3 separate regions of the Gossypium hirsutum genome follow, and all the other regions are linked to region 2. Evidence: chromatin contacts called from public Hi-C data. All regions are on one chromosome and are shown on one strand. Each heading gives the region's core, a stretch centred on a gene start, on an enhancer-like site or on the middle of the called end of the contact. The rest is flanking DNA. Distances are from core to core; before and after follow the strand shown. Region 1 holds the start of LOC107888707 (transcription factor GTE8). Region 2 holds the start of LOC107888720. Region 3 has its middle 70 kb from the start of LOC121206861.

Region 1 (3,773 bases), core at 581-3,080, 210 kb before region 2:
GGGGATTATAGGTCATTGCATTACTGAAAGTAAGCTTCACATCATCATGAAACTCCAAAGGGGTTGCATATGCCCCTGATGCCATCTTCTTTTTAATCGTTCCTAGGTCCATGGGCTGCTTTATAACAGTAAAGTAATCTGGAATATTCAACTTGACTATATCTACCGGTTGGTTGAAGACCCACCCATACTGATGGCTCATCAGTCGTTTTAGAAGACCCTCACACTGCTTCATCAACATCATATTTGAGGTGTTCGATGCTGAAGCATGTTTTGCAGACTCAGATTTTCCTGAAAAAGTCCGATTAAACGCACGAGCCTTGCCACTCAAAGGATTCCCTTTCTTCCCAGGTCCAGAAGCCATCATGGATGATTTCTGAAAATCCCGTGCGTGAGGTAAAATTTGTCCATTGCTGCAACTAAGAATATCACTGGAAGATGACACAGTAACCCCATTTGTCCTTTGCAACTCAACTTTCTTCTGAAGCATCCGAATCTGCTCCAATTCATGTCTCAACCTATGCATCAAATCCTTTCTTTCAAACTGTGACAATTTTGACAGTGACAGCACTTCCGTACGGACACCAAAGGTGCCAAGTTTATCAGGGTTCAAACTGATACATTTTCTCTGCGGTGCACTTGAATCTTCTGAAGCAGTAAACTCCATATCAATTCTTCCTGAGCTACCAGATCCCTCTGATTCACCAGGAGGCTCATACGGGCCACAGTAATACTCTCCTGCAAACCTATCACGCTTTGCCAACATCTTAGCCAAAGCACCTTTCTTCTTATATCCCTTTATTCAGTGTAAAGGAGCTGCTGACTTAATTGCCGCACTCTGAAGATATCAGCCATAGGAGCAAAATTATCCCATCTGATTTTCTAGAGTAACTATAAATCCACCCTTTAACTACAACTACTAGAGTAAAGGTCAGTAAAAGTTTTAAACAAGTTTAAATCAATTCCCACCGCACTTACCCAAATATAAAATATTTAACCATTGTGAATACTTTCTTGAACTATTTATCTTTTGAAAGACACAAATTCACTAGATTAAACACTAGAGAAGAGAACATTAATAGGAACCAAATTCTCCCATTCCACAGTGAATAAATCCAGATTTAAAATTTTCCCGACGATGGGAAAGGAATTAAACAGCACGAGAATAAATTGAACTTATTCACAGTTCAATTAAAGCAGCTCTTACCTGCATTTACCCAGATCCTGAATTTTATTTACACTACCCATCTTTAGAAACCCCAAATTCACCACATTAATTAAGAAAAAAACCCACCATATTGAACTCTATAAAACACCTAAAAGGCAAGAACGCGAAATTCGCATTTAATAAAATTTCAATCATGCAGGAAAGCTAAAATTGCAAGTAGAAAAACTAGCTTACTGATTTAAATTGAAAATATATAGTATCATTTACTAGATAAAGCCTCAAATCTTTACAACAGAAGAAGCTTGATACAACAAAAACCCTAATCCAATATCAAACCCCTCTCGCCCTAAGAATAAAACCCAAACCCGGATCCAAAAAGAAATCTAAAACCCATAAGAAACCAGTAACAATTACCAGTCTGTCACTGCTCGCTCACTGTTCCTCCTATGTCGAGAACCCTTTCTTCCCTTCCTCAATCGTTTCGCCGACAAAGTAAAAGAGAGAAGCAAAAAAAAAAGGCACAAACAGGAGAAAACTCTAGATCAAGAAACCCTAGAGAAACTAATAATTAATATTCTTAAAATAGAAAGGAAAAATGTTTTATTGAATTTTAAAATTTTGGATCGAAAAAGATTATTGGCGAGATCAGGAAGGGAGTTTAACTTCGTATCTCGTCTCTCTATTTAAAGGGCTTTTGCTTCTTTTGGAGAAATTATGACCGCTAGATTCAGGATGAAAGTCAACGGACGGTTCGATTTAAGATCGATCTCGAACGTCCGCTTTTGGCATGCTGATTTAGCACTATTAATCATTCAAATTTGTTTTTTGTCAATTATTGTTTTAGTCCCTGTACTATTCTAAAATTCAAAATTTATTCCTTCTACTTCAATTTCCCATAATTTTTTTTATGATGTCATTAATAGCACCATTCACACTTACGGGGAAGGCAATAAAGCAGCTGGTGCTCTATGTCGAATGGCTAGTTCCATGCTACCGAATCTTTCAGTTTTCACTTCGCCTTTAAATGAAGGGATTCACGAACTGCATCACAATGTACTTAGGATAGTTCCTTAATTCCCTATTATTTCTCTTATTCCTACCATTAAAGTAATAATATTTTTTTAAAATTATTACTCAATTACACAATCGATGAAAAATCTAGTCAACTAGTAACAAAATTCACATTTTAATCAAATATTTAATTTTTATTTTTTATCTAAAAATTATGTCATAACGACAATAAATAATAGTGTTATCAATTTTAACCTACTAATAATATAATAAAAACAAAGAGATCAAATTATATTAAATTAAAAAAATTAAATTTCAAATTTCAAGATATTATTTAAATAAAAATTAGAATTTTTTTTTTTTGGATAAAAGCTTGTTTTTGTTCTACATAGGTATTATAGAAACCTCACTCAACCTAGGTATAGTCTACCCGACTTTCTACACCCATATACAACATGGCACATAAAAGATTCAACTCTTATCAAATGTCTCAAAGTTCTTGTTTGAGCAAAAATGGTCAACACCACAAACCAATTCACTCTCCGCTATAATATCGCATATGGTATCCAAGATCATGTAATCTATAATTTAATCCTATAAACACAACATTTCATTCGTAAAGTTTGACACTTGAAAAAACTCAAATCACTTTTGTACATGTTTTAAAGGTTCGACTAAAAAAATGATAATCTCTCTCTTTTTCTCTTCATGGATAACAAACCATGAAAAGTTAAACAAAAATATGAAGTCAGTCCCGTCAACAAAGGCTATGTTCATCTAGGCTATGTTCATCTCTAACCTTGATAAGATAGTGACTATCAAATTTAGGCATGATGAGCAATTGACTCATGTTAGATGTAATATCCCGAATTAGGGCCTAATCGGAATAGTGGTTTCAGGACCACAAATCCGAGATAAAATGTAATGACCCAAAATTCACGGGCATCGGAAAAGTATAATATCGGGCCTCCGTCTTAGTAAATTGAGTTCGAAAATAATTATTAGAAATATTTACTAGACTAGTTGTGTGTTTAATTAGGTTTTAGATCGATGAATTTAGCTTAATTATGAGTAATTAGCAAAAAGGATTAAATTGCAATAGAAGTGAAAGTTAATTATAGATTAAAGGAAAATAATAGGGACCAAATGGGCAATTAAGCCACATTTGGAAGTTGAGGCGGCATAACATTGTAAAAATCTTAGATTTTTATATTATTATTTATATAAATATATAAATTAATTATAAAGTATATTATTAAATTAATTACATTATAAATATTATATTAAGAAATAAATTAAATAAAGACAAATGTATGGTGATAATTTAATACAAGTGTATTAATAAAATACATACATTTGTAATATTTTTATTAATTACTAAGTAGATATTTGTTTTAATTATTATTATATTAAAGTAATTAAATAAAAGGAAATAAAAAGAAAAAGAAAGAAACAAAACAGAAAAGAAACAGAATAGAAAGAACAAAGGAACAGAGAAAGAGACGAAACAGGGGAGAAACAGGGGAGAAAGAAAGAAAGAAAAAGAAAAAGGGAAAATATGGTTTTTGAAGCTTGAATTTAATTTGGTAAGTCA
Region 2 (4,287 bases), core at 1,086-3,585:
CCGGGTAGGGTTACGGTACGGAGATGGAAAGGGAAAGAAAAAGCAATCGAAAATGGTTCCTTGCGATGTGTGGAAGATGAGCTTTGGCGGATTTGCATGGAGGCTCGATGTTAAGGCTGCTCTCAGTTTGGGACTCTAACGATGGGAACCCAACCCATTCCCATAGTTTTTGCAGGTAATTTAAACTCCTTTTTTTTTTTCAAAACAAATTATACAACAACAATAAGGGTTAAATAAAGTATTTTTTTTCTTTAATATATATGGATTATAAAAGATCAGATTAGGAGGGAGGGAATGAGATTGATAATGTATTGGTAAAGGGAAAAAAATAAAGAGAAAAATCAAATATATACTAACAAATAATAACGTGGTAGGTTTTAGTCTTTCAATTCTAATGGGGATTCATTATTTTTTAGGAGTCGTGTTTACATTGACAATCTAAGACCATATAAAAGCTTTATTTAGATAAAAACATGAGTCACATAGGGATAGGGTTTGACCATATAAGGTTAACCATTTAGTTAACTTTATTATTACTTATAATTTCATATAACATTTTTTAAAAAAAATTGAGACTTGTAACCAAAAATAAAATAAAAGATAAATTCGAATATAAATTATTGATAGAAAAAACCAAGTAAAAATATGAGTAAAATTGAAGACATTAACAAATAAAAAAAATAACAGGAAGAATAATGCAATTAATAAAACATTGAAGCTAATTTTTAATGTAAAAGTGTTTTTAAGTACAATCAATCAATGCTTATAAATAGACCATTTCATGGACCAGAAAAGGAAGGCCCTTTCCATAGGAAATAAATCTTAGAGAGATATATTAAATACATTATTTGAAATTAATGTTGTATTAAATATAGTTATGATTTTTAATATGTCACACATTTACAAATCTAAAATAAAAAATGAAACCTCAATCAATGCATATATTTTTATGTATTAAATAGCATAAAGTATATTTATGTTGTTTTAAATAAATAAATAAATAAAACAATAAAACGTAAGAAAATCCTTGTAAATTTAAAAACAAAAATTATTTATAGCTTAGCTAATATAATGATTGAATTAAAAAAAAGAGTATCTCAAGTCACTCTTAAGTTTTTAACTTTAAGGTGAATCGATCCTAAAATACGATGCCTAAAATTAAAAGCAAACACAGAATTTGTTTTAGGAAGGCATTTTTAATAGTAACTGTGTTTCTTGTAGTAAAAAACAATGTTATTATTAAAATAATCTGAAAGTAATTATGAAATAAGCACGTGGCAACAGCAGACATCCCCAACCAACCCGTTTTCCCATCCCATAATGCGAACACCTTTCAAATAAAATCGGATGACGTCACAAATCTTTAACCCATAATATCCATTCACATCTTTATCGAATCCGCCACGCGTCCCTCTTCCTACTTTCTTGTTTCCTTTCATTATATCAACTCTTCCACGCGCCATTTTTTGCCAAGTGACCCTCACTCCATTTAACTATTCACTTCCAACTTTACATAGATATTCCTCTTCGATTCTTTTATTTTTAGTGAAAATTATTTTATTAATTCTTATTAGGTTTGTTACATACATAAACTTTTCAAATATATATATTTAGTTGTTTCTTTTTTAAATATATAAAATATTATTTTATATATATAATAACCTTAAAGAACGTGAAATTAATAATTTTTATATCTTTAAAAAATAAATTTTATTTTATGAATAAAAGTTAGTAATTCCATCGGATGTAATTACATGTGTTTAGCTATTTATTATAATTAGTGGTTTTATTGAGGTGAAGGAATTACAATTTCTTTAATTGCAAGGTGTAATTATAATTCTTACAATTGTTAAAAAAATTCATTTTCTGTTGAATTTTTTAATAATTTGGTTATAAATTTATTTTTATAGTAAATTTGTAAAAGAGATTTGAAAATTTACTACTGTGATTAGTTGGAAGGAAGGTGGGATCACGGCGAGAAGTGGCGAGTGGAGGCATTAAGATATGAAACAATAGGCACCGAATTTAGAGGTAGAAAGCTAATGAACAAGGACCATGTGTCCACTTTCTCGAACCTCCCCCTTTTGTGCTCTTTTCCATTTCATTCAACAGTAGAAAAATACTCTGCTCTCTAGACAATGCCCACGTGTCCCTCTCTTTCGGCAGTGCTGTACACTAGCCTTCTTCCCATTGGTTCTGTCTGTGGACCCTCTTACTTTTCATTTGGGTTCCACCTCTTAACTTTCGACCAATCAAAACACTCAGCTGTTCCTTTCTTGCCCTAGCCACGTGTTGCTTCTCTGTTAATTTGCCGCTAGATTATCGCTTCTCATAACCAAAACCCTCTGGAAAAAAAAAAAAAAGGGAAGCGGAGCAGAGTTAGCTACACAGGTGGGAAGCGACAAGAAGGGAAGCGAAGCTTTGATTCTATTCTGGAGGTGGTTTAAACGGCGTCAGAGAGATGAACGGTGAAGAGAAGCGGAGCAGGGTTAGCTACGCAGGTGGTGCACCAGATAAGATGGTGATAAACCCGATAATGTTAAGATTCCGGCCGATAGCCCCTAAACCGGTTTCCGGTGAGTCAGGTTCTGATGGGGTTCGGTTTGATAACAAAAATTTGTTGCTTTGTAATCCAAGAGCTAAAAGAAAGTACGTTAGGGTTCGAAAGAATAATATGAGAAGAAAGAAAAGATCATCGTCAGATCAAGCTCATCATGATGAAGCTTCAAACAATCCTCAGACGATTGTTACTTTGCAGCTATTGCCTGAGAAAACTGAAGGGAACGGATCGATTAACAATCAAAACGGTAGAGTTTTGGGGGAAAATCAAGATCCACTTTATTTATGTAACTTGAACTTCAATAACCGTTGGGTTGATCGTTTGGGAGCTGTGGAAGAACCTAATCGGACGGTTCTGATGAGTCAAACGAGGAAAGCAACGGTGGTGGAGTCGTGGGTGACGGTGGAGAGCGTGACGGACAGTTGCATGGAAGTGAGACAGCTAGGGAGTACGGACGTGGAGATGATAAAGAATCTGGAGAGTGACACGTGTCCAGGGTTTATATCAGATGGTTTGAATAGGGTTCAGTGGGTTAATGGAGCTTACAAGAGGATGTTGATGGTAGTAGGGGAAGCAAATGACGGCCGGCCGCCACCGGAGATAATGGTCTGGCTTGTGTTCAAACAAGAATTGCCTAGGTTTTGCACTGCATTTTCATGCAAGGTAAGGTTGCAGTATACATGGCACAAGGAGAAGTTCTCAAGGATGTTGCCATGTGATGTCTGGAAAATGGAAGGCAGTGGTGGTGGTGGTTGTTTAGCGTGGCGGCTGGACGTCGAGGCTGCTCTCAGTCTCGGCCGGTGAGGGAAATGAGGATTCAAAGGAGTAAATAAGGGGGGAAATGAAGCAAATTAATAGAATAATCAGGTAATGTGGACTGTTTATTTTAGTAAAAAGAAGAGAATTCAACAGAAAAAATGAAGACTAAACACAAAGCAAACAAGCAAAAACAAATGGGGTGAATTATTAACTATTAACCAATCAATCTCCATATTCTTAGGAATCCTGAACTCTTGAATTTTGCTTTTATTAAATCTATATTTTTGTGTAGTTTATAGTGTTAGTAGCAAAGTGTTGGGTTGGCAAAGCAAGATTTGCTGGCAGCTGGTACGAATAACTTTCCTTTTTCTTTTTCATCTCTTAATTTTATTGGGACAAGTATTGGACAGGTGGTGGATGCTACTCAATCTCGATACAATTAAAACAACCCCAGGATATATATTATATACATATAACCAACAAACTGTTGAGGTGATAGCGACTTTATCACATAATAGTAAAAATATGAGTTCGATATGACGGGATATATTGGGTTTACACAAAAAATTATATGTAAATATATGCATGTGTATGTGTCGGGATAAAGCTAGATAACCTAGGCTACTTTAATGATATATGTATATATTATATAATGGCTAGGTTAGAGTAACTGGTGAAGAGGAGGTGTATTGTTTTTTGTGGAGTTTGCTGATTTTGGCTGGTAGGTAGGTTGGTTCACTAATTGAGTTGATAAAGGTTTTGGTTGTGGTGTGATATGAGGATTGGGTGCTTGATTTTGGGTTTTTGGCCTCAATGCCTTGAGCTCTTGTGCTTCATATGCGCTAGAGATTTTGTCTATGTTTTCGGATTTTGAGTTTATGTTCAGCCATGCACCCTAGAGCTAGCTAGGATCGATAAAAGAGCTGAAATAAATAATGTTATCATGCACCCTCCAAATTAAACAAACT
Region 3 (3,841 bases), core at 270-2,769, 130 kb before region 2:
TTGTAAACATGGAGCAAATGACGTTAGAACTACAAATGAGAAACCTTTAATATGAGAAATCTTTTTTTAGAACTACAAATGTCCTCTTAATTACATTTTGAAGCTTTGAATGTATCAAATTAAAGAGTTTGCAAGTCGTCTCTGGTGCTTGTGTTTGGTTCCATTCTCTCAAATGGTATCATACCCCATGCATGCGAGAAAATCTTTTACACTTACATAACTAGTATCTATTATATAATATTTGGGTTCATGGTCTATAACTTTAATTATAAAATTTTAATATAACTTAATTTAGAGCAAAAATTAAACTAGATTATAACCTTTTAAATTAGGTTAAAATAATATAATTTTTTTATAAAATAAGATTTTATAAAATATTCAATAACTTCTATAACGCTTTTTATAAATAATATTACTTTTTGTTGTAACTTCAGAAAATTATTTTTTATAAATAAGTTATAAAAAAAAGTTTGTAACATTTTTAATAAGTAAGTATATTATTATTTTTATAATATAAGATGAACATGTAAATAAGTTATGTTTATATTTTTTAACCATTTTTTTCATAAATAAGTACATTATAACACTTTTATAATACATAAATTATTTTTTATAATATACTTTTCGGCCATAATATTAGAAACTTTTTAGGATTTAAATAGTACAAATTTTTTTGTTATAACTTTATAAAATAAATATAAATTGTTTTTATAATATATATATTTATTTATAATATAATTTTAAAACTTTTTTACCCATAGTTATCCTAAACATTCGTACATGGTCATGTTTGTAATATAACTTGTATAAAAAGTAAATTTTTAAAGCTAAATCATATATGAGTGTTTGGAAAGTCATAGAGTAATTGGATTTGAATGTAATTATCTGCCTAATTACTCTAAACTTAAGAATTGAAAAGTGTAATTAGGGTGCTCCAAGTACACTAAATTTAATTATGCTCACCAATTACAATGGTTAGCTAAAGATGCAACTCTTATGTAATTATAAGCAATTACACTCAAATTTAATTATTATGTGGCTTTCCAAACACAACTTAAAAATTAATCCAATTAAGTAAAATCATAAAATAAAGAGATAATTTATTTAAAATCAACTCTATATTTAACATATAAAAAATTATAAGTCGATTGAGTCTTAGCTTGGTTGGTATGGACATTGTTGCCAGTGCAGGAGGACGTGAGTTTGAGTGTATTGAAGCGTATTTATCCTCCTATTTAAGGGTTGAGATGAGTTATGAGTAGTACTAAACATTAGATCAGTTTAAAAACTTTCAAATACATTCACAATCGAATTATCATAAAAAATAAACTGTATGAAAACATGACTATTTTTTATTTATTTTATAAATCTCACATTGCTATAGCGTATATATATGATTAGATAGATATATATACTAGATTTTATGATGAAAAAGTATATTAATATAATATGGCATAATGACTTGGGTCATCATTTATTATGAGCCCAAGAATATGGGTCATATATTTTAGTCTTAGCCCGTTTAGGCATCTAGGCTACAGCGGCTTTCAATGATCGAAGCATTTGCAAAGAAATAGCCAAGTAGGCCATTCCGTACATGTTTAACTTTGAACAAAACGTCAAAATCTTACCAAAAAGAATAATTAAATTTAAAGAAACTTAGATCACTAAGTAGTTTTTGAATTATTGGCATTGCATGATTGAATTATTGGCATTGCATGCTTATCCATCTTTATTGGAAGATTTTTTTTTTGATTCTCTTTAGATGTCAATGAAAGTGAAAACCCAATCCACTATTATTATTATTATTAGTAATAAAATTGGCATTACCCTTTAAAACTTCCTCATTAATTAAGTTTTTTATTTTATTTTTTCCATTCAATTGCATAATAAAAATGGATTATAAAATTCCACTGTAATCAGGTTACCTAATATAAACTAGTTTTTGATCCGGATGATGTATAGGTTTTAACTATTATGATAATATATATTTTAGCAAATAAAATAGACATTTTCTAATTAAATCAAATATAAATATTAAAAAAAAATCAATTTTAACATAATTAAAATTTATGTAATTAAATAAAAATTTTAATAATATTTTGAAATTTTAATACCATTTGGCATCTCTTCATACCTGTTACATTCTGAAAATCGGGTTAGAAGAAATTGAAATTGTGAAATTATGTCAAAGGAATTAATTTGGTTTAGTGGATAAGTGTTGTGTATGTGTATGAGAGGTTTTGGATTTGAATCTTTTGCCTTGTATTTTTGCTATTTTTGCTTAAACCCTTCTTTGAACATCTAATCTATAAATTATTTTTGCTCATTTAATGTTAAGGTTGAGTCTACTGGTTTAGTGTTTAGGTTTCAGCTTTCTCTTTGGTCTTATTATGTTTGAATCTTTGCTTGAGCAAAATGGTAAATATTTTAAGTTATTTTTATTTGTTTTTGTTTTAACAATAAAAAAGATATTCCTATCTTTGCTCCCAATAATAACTGTCCAGCCCCCTATATTTTCCATGTTTATTTTCTTTCTTTTGTCTTTTCTCTTCTTTCTTTTTTCCTCCATGTTTCTTCTTTCTTTTTCGCTTCTTGTTTAGTTGGTTCTTGACTTCTACTAATCAATTTTTGTTTGCATTCGTGTGGGTTATATCTCTTGAATAATAGTTCATGCAAAGGGTAAGTATCATTTAGTTATTTTTCTTGAGATTTTGCTTTTAGTTCGTTTTAATAAGGTATTGTTGTTTTGATATCATTTTTGTTCGGTATGATGAGTGGTAATTCTGTGGTTTCTGTTAGACAAAAAGGGTGTAAATCAAGACCCTCCAGCAAAGTAGGCTTGATTGTGGAACGCTTTTTCGAATAGGTGAGTAAGCAATTTGTAATTTAGGATCTGAAATTTCGATTTAATCGATGTGAATTGGAGATGATTTTTCTTTCATTTAATTAGTACAGGTGATGAACAATTGTAGGTTTTTGGAATTTCTTGTCGCATATTCGATCAAATAAAAAATCAGGTGTGTGAAACTAACCTGATTCATCATTTGAAACTTGATAAAATGTGAATCAGGGGCTGTTTTAGAAGATCGTGTGGGGTACACGGCCGCGTGAAATCATGCAAGTCATATGGGTAGGCCATGTAGGGCACACAACCGTGTGAAATCATGCAGGCCATGTGGGTAGGCCGTGGGGCATCGGTTGTGTGAAATCATGCAGACCATGTAGGCTTTTGGGGCCAATTTTTAGGCTCAATTAGGAGACTCATAAATTGGGTCCGTGGGCATTATGTAGGCCTAGAAAAGCATAAGTTTTTGTAAACAAACATGGGTAAGTGTAGGAGGTATGTTAAATAGGTTTCGATAAGTATAATAATACATTATGATTAGCTATAAGTAGGTACGTTAGTCAACTATGGCTATTTTGTAAACCATGAGTGTTATATGTATTCTATTATCTATTTTGATAAGCTATCCAATTCACCTGTGTAATATGATATGCTATGATTTGTATAAATTATGTGTTATGTTATGCTCCGTATAATATATATTTATGTATGTGTGTCATACAACCTATGTGAAATATATGTATGTTAACGTGATTTTTCATATGCATTGGGGTCGGTTCTGATTTGTTGGAGAAAATGTTTTCAGGCAGTATTACTGCATTTTCGACTGTTAAACTGCAATATATGTTTGAGAGCTCAGCTACACTATTATGAGTGGCATACCACCATGACCCGGTGTGATTGGATGGATAGACTCTTGAAGTACTAATTGGTGTGATTGATTGGATGGAGTTGGTGTGTAGCAGATAATATAGGATCTGTATCTGCATTTGT

Evidence for each region. Hi-C and Micro-C count contacts between places; a contact is called where the count stands out from the background.
Region 1: a Hi-C map of leaf shows a contact between it and region 2, with 2.4 times the contacts expected there. The contact joins the promoter of LOC107888707 here to the promoter of LOC107888720 in region 2. A contact is called at or near these places in 8 of 34 Hi-C or Micro-C datasets (callus, hypocotyl and leaf).
Region 3: a contact with region 2 is called in a Hi-C map of leaf, with 5 times the contacts expected there. The contact joins the enhancer-like site here to the promoter of LOC107888720 in region 2. A contact is called at or near these places in 2 of 34 Hi-C or Micro-C datasets (hypocotyl and leaf).

The regions. Positions count from the first base shown.
Region 1 is chrA09:15,177,083-15,180,855 of Gossypium_hirsutum_v2.1, forward strand. It overlaps LOC107888707 (transcription factor GTE8), which reads right to left and starts at 1,831. Exons shown (of 10, transcript XM_016812884.2): 1 at 1-1,831. The coding sequence starts at 766.
Region 2 is chrA09:15,386,502-15,390,788 of Gossypium_hirsutum_v2.1, forward strand. LOC107888720 reads left to right here and starts at 2,336. Exons shown (of 2, transcript XM_041077803.1): 1 at 2,336-3,427; 2 at 3,612-4,287. The coding sequence starts at 2,462. The coding sequence ends at 3,364. It overlaps LOC107888721, which reads left to right. Exons shown (of 2, transcript XM_041077804.1): 1 at 1-175. The coding sequence ends at 139.
Region 3 is chrA09:15,252,447-15,256,287 of Gossypium_hirsutum_v2.1, forward strand. No RefSeq gene overlaps it. Among protein-coding and RNA genes, the nearest start is that of LOC121206861, 70 kb to the right of the region's middle. Within about 2 kb of position 1,520, at least 2 of the 9 cell types and tissues checked have an H3K27ac peak or open chromatin away from gene starts, as enhancers often do. A contact at or near this core is called in hypocotyl and leaf, where this site is marked.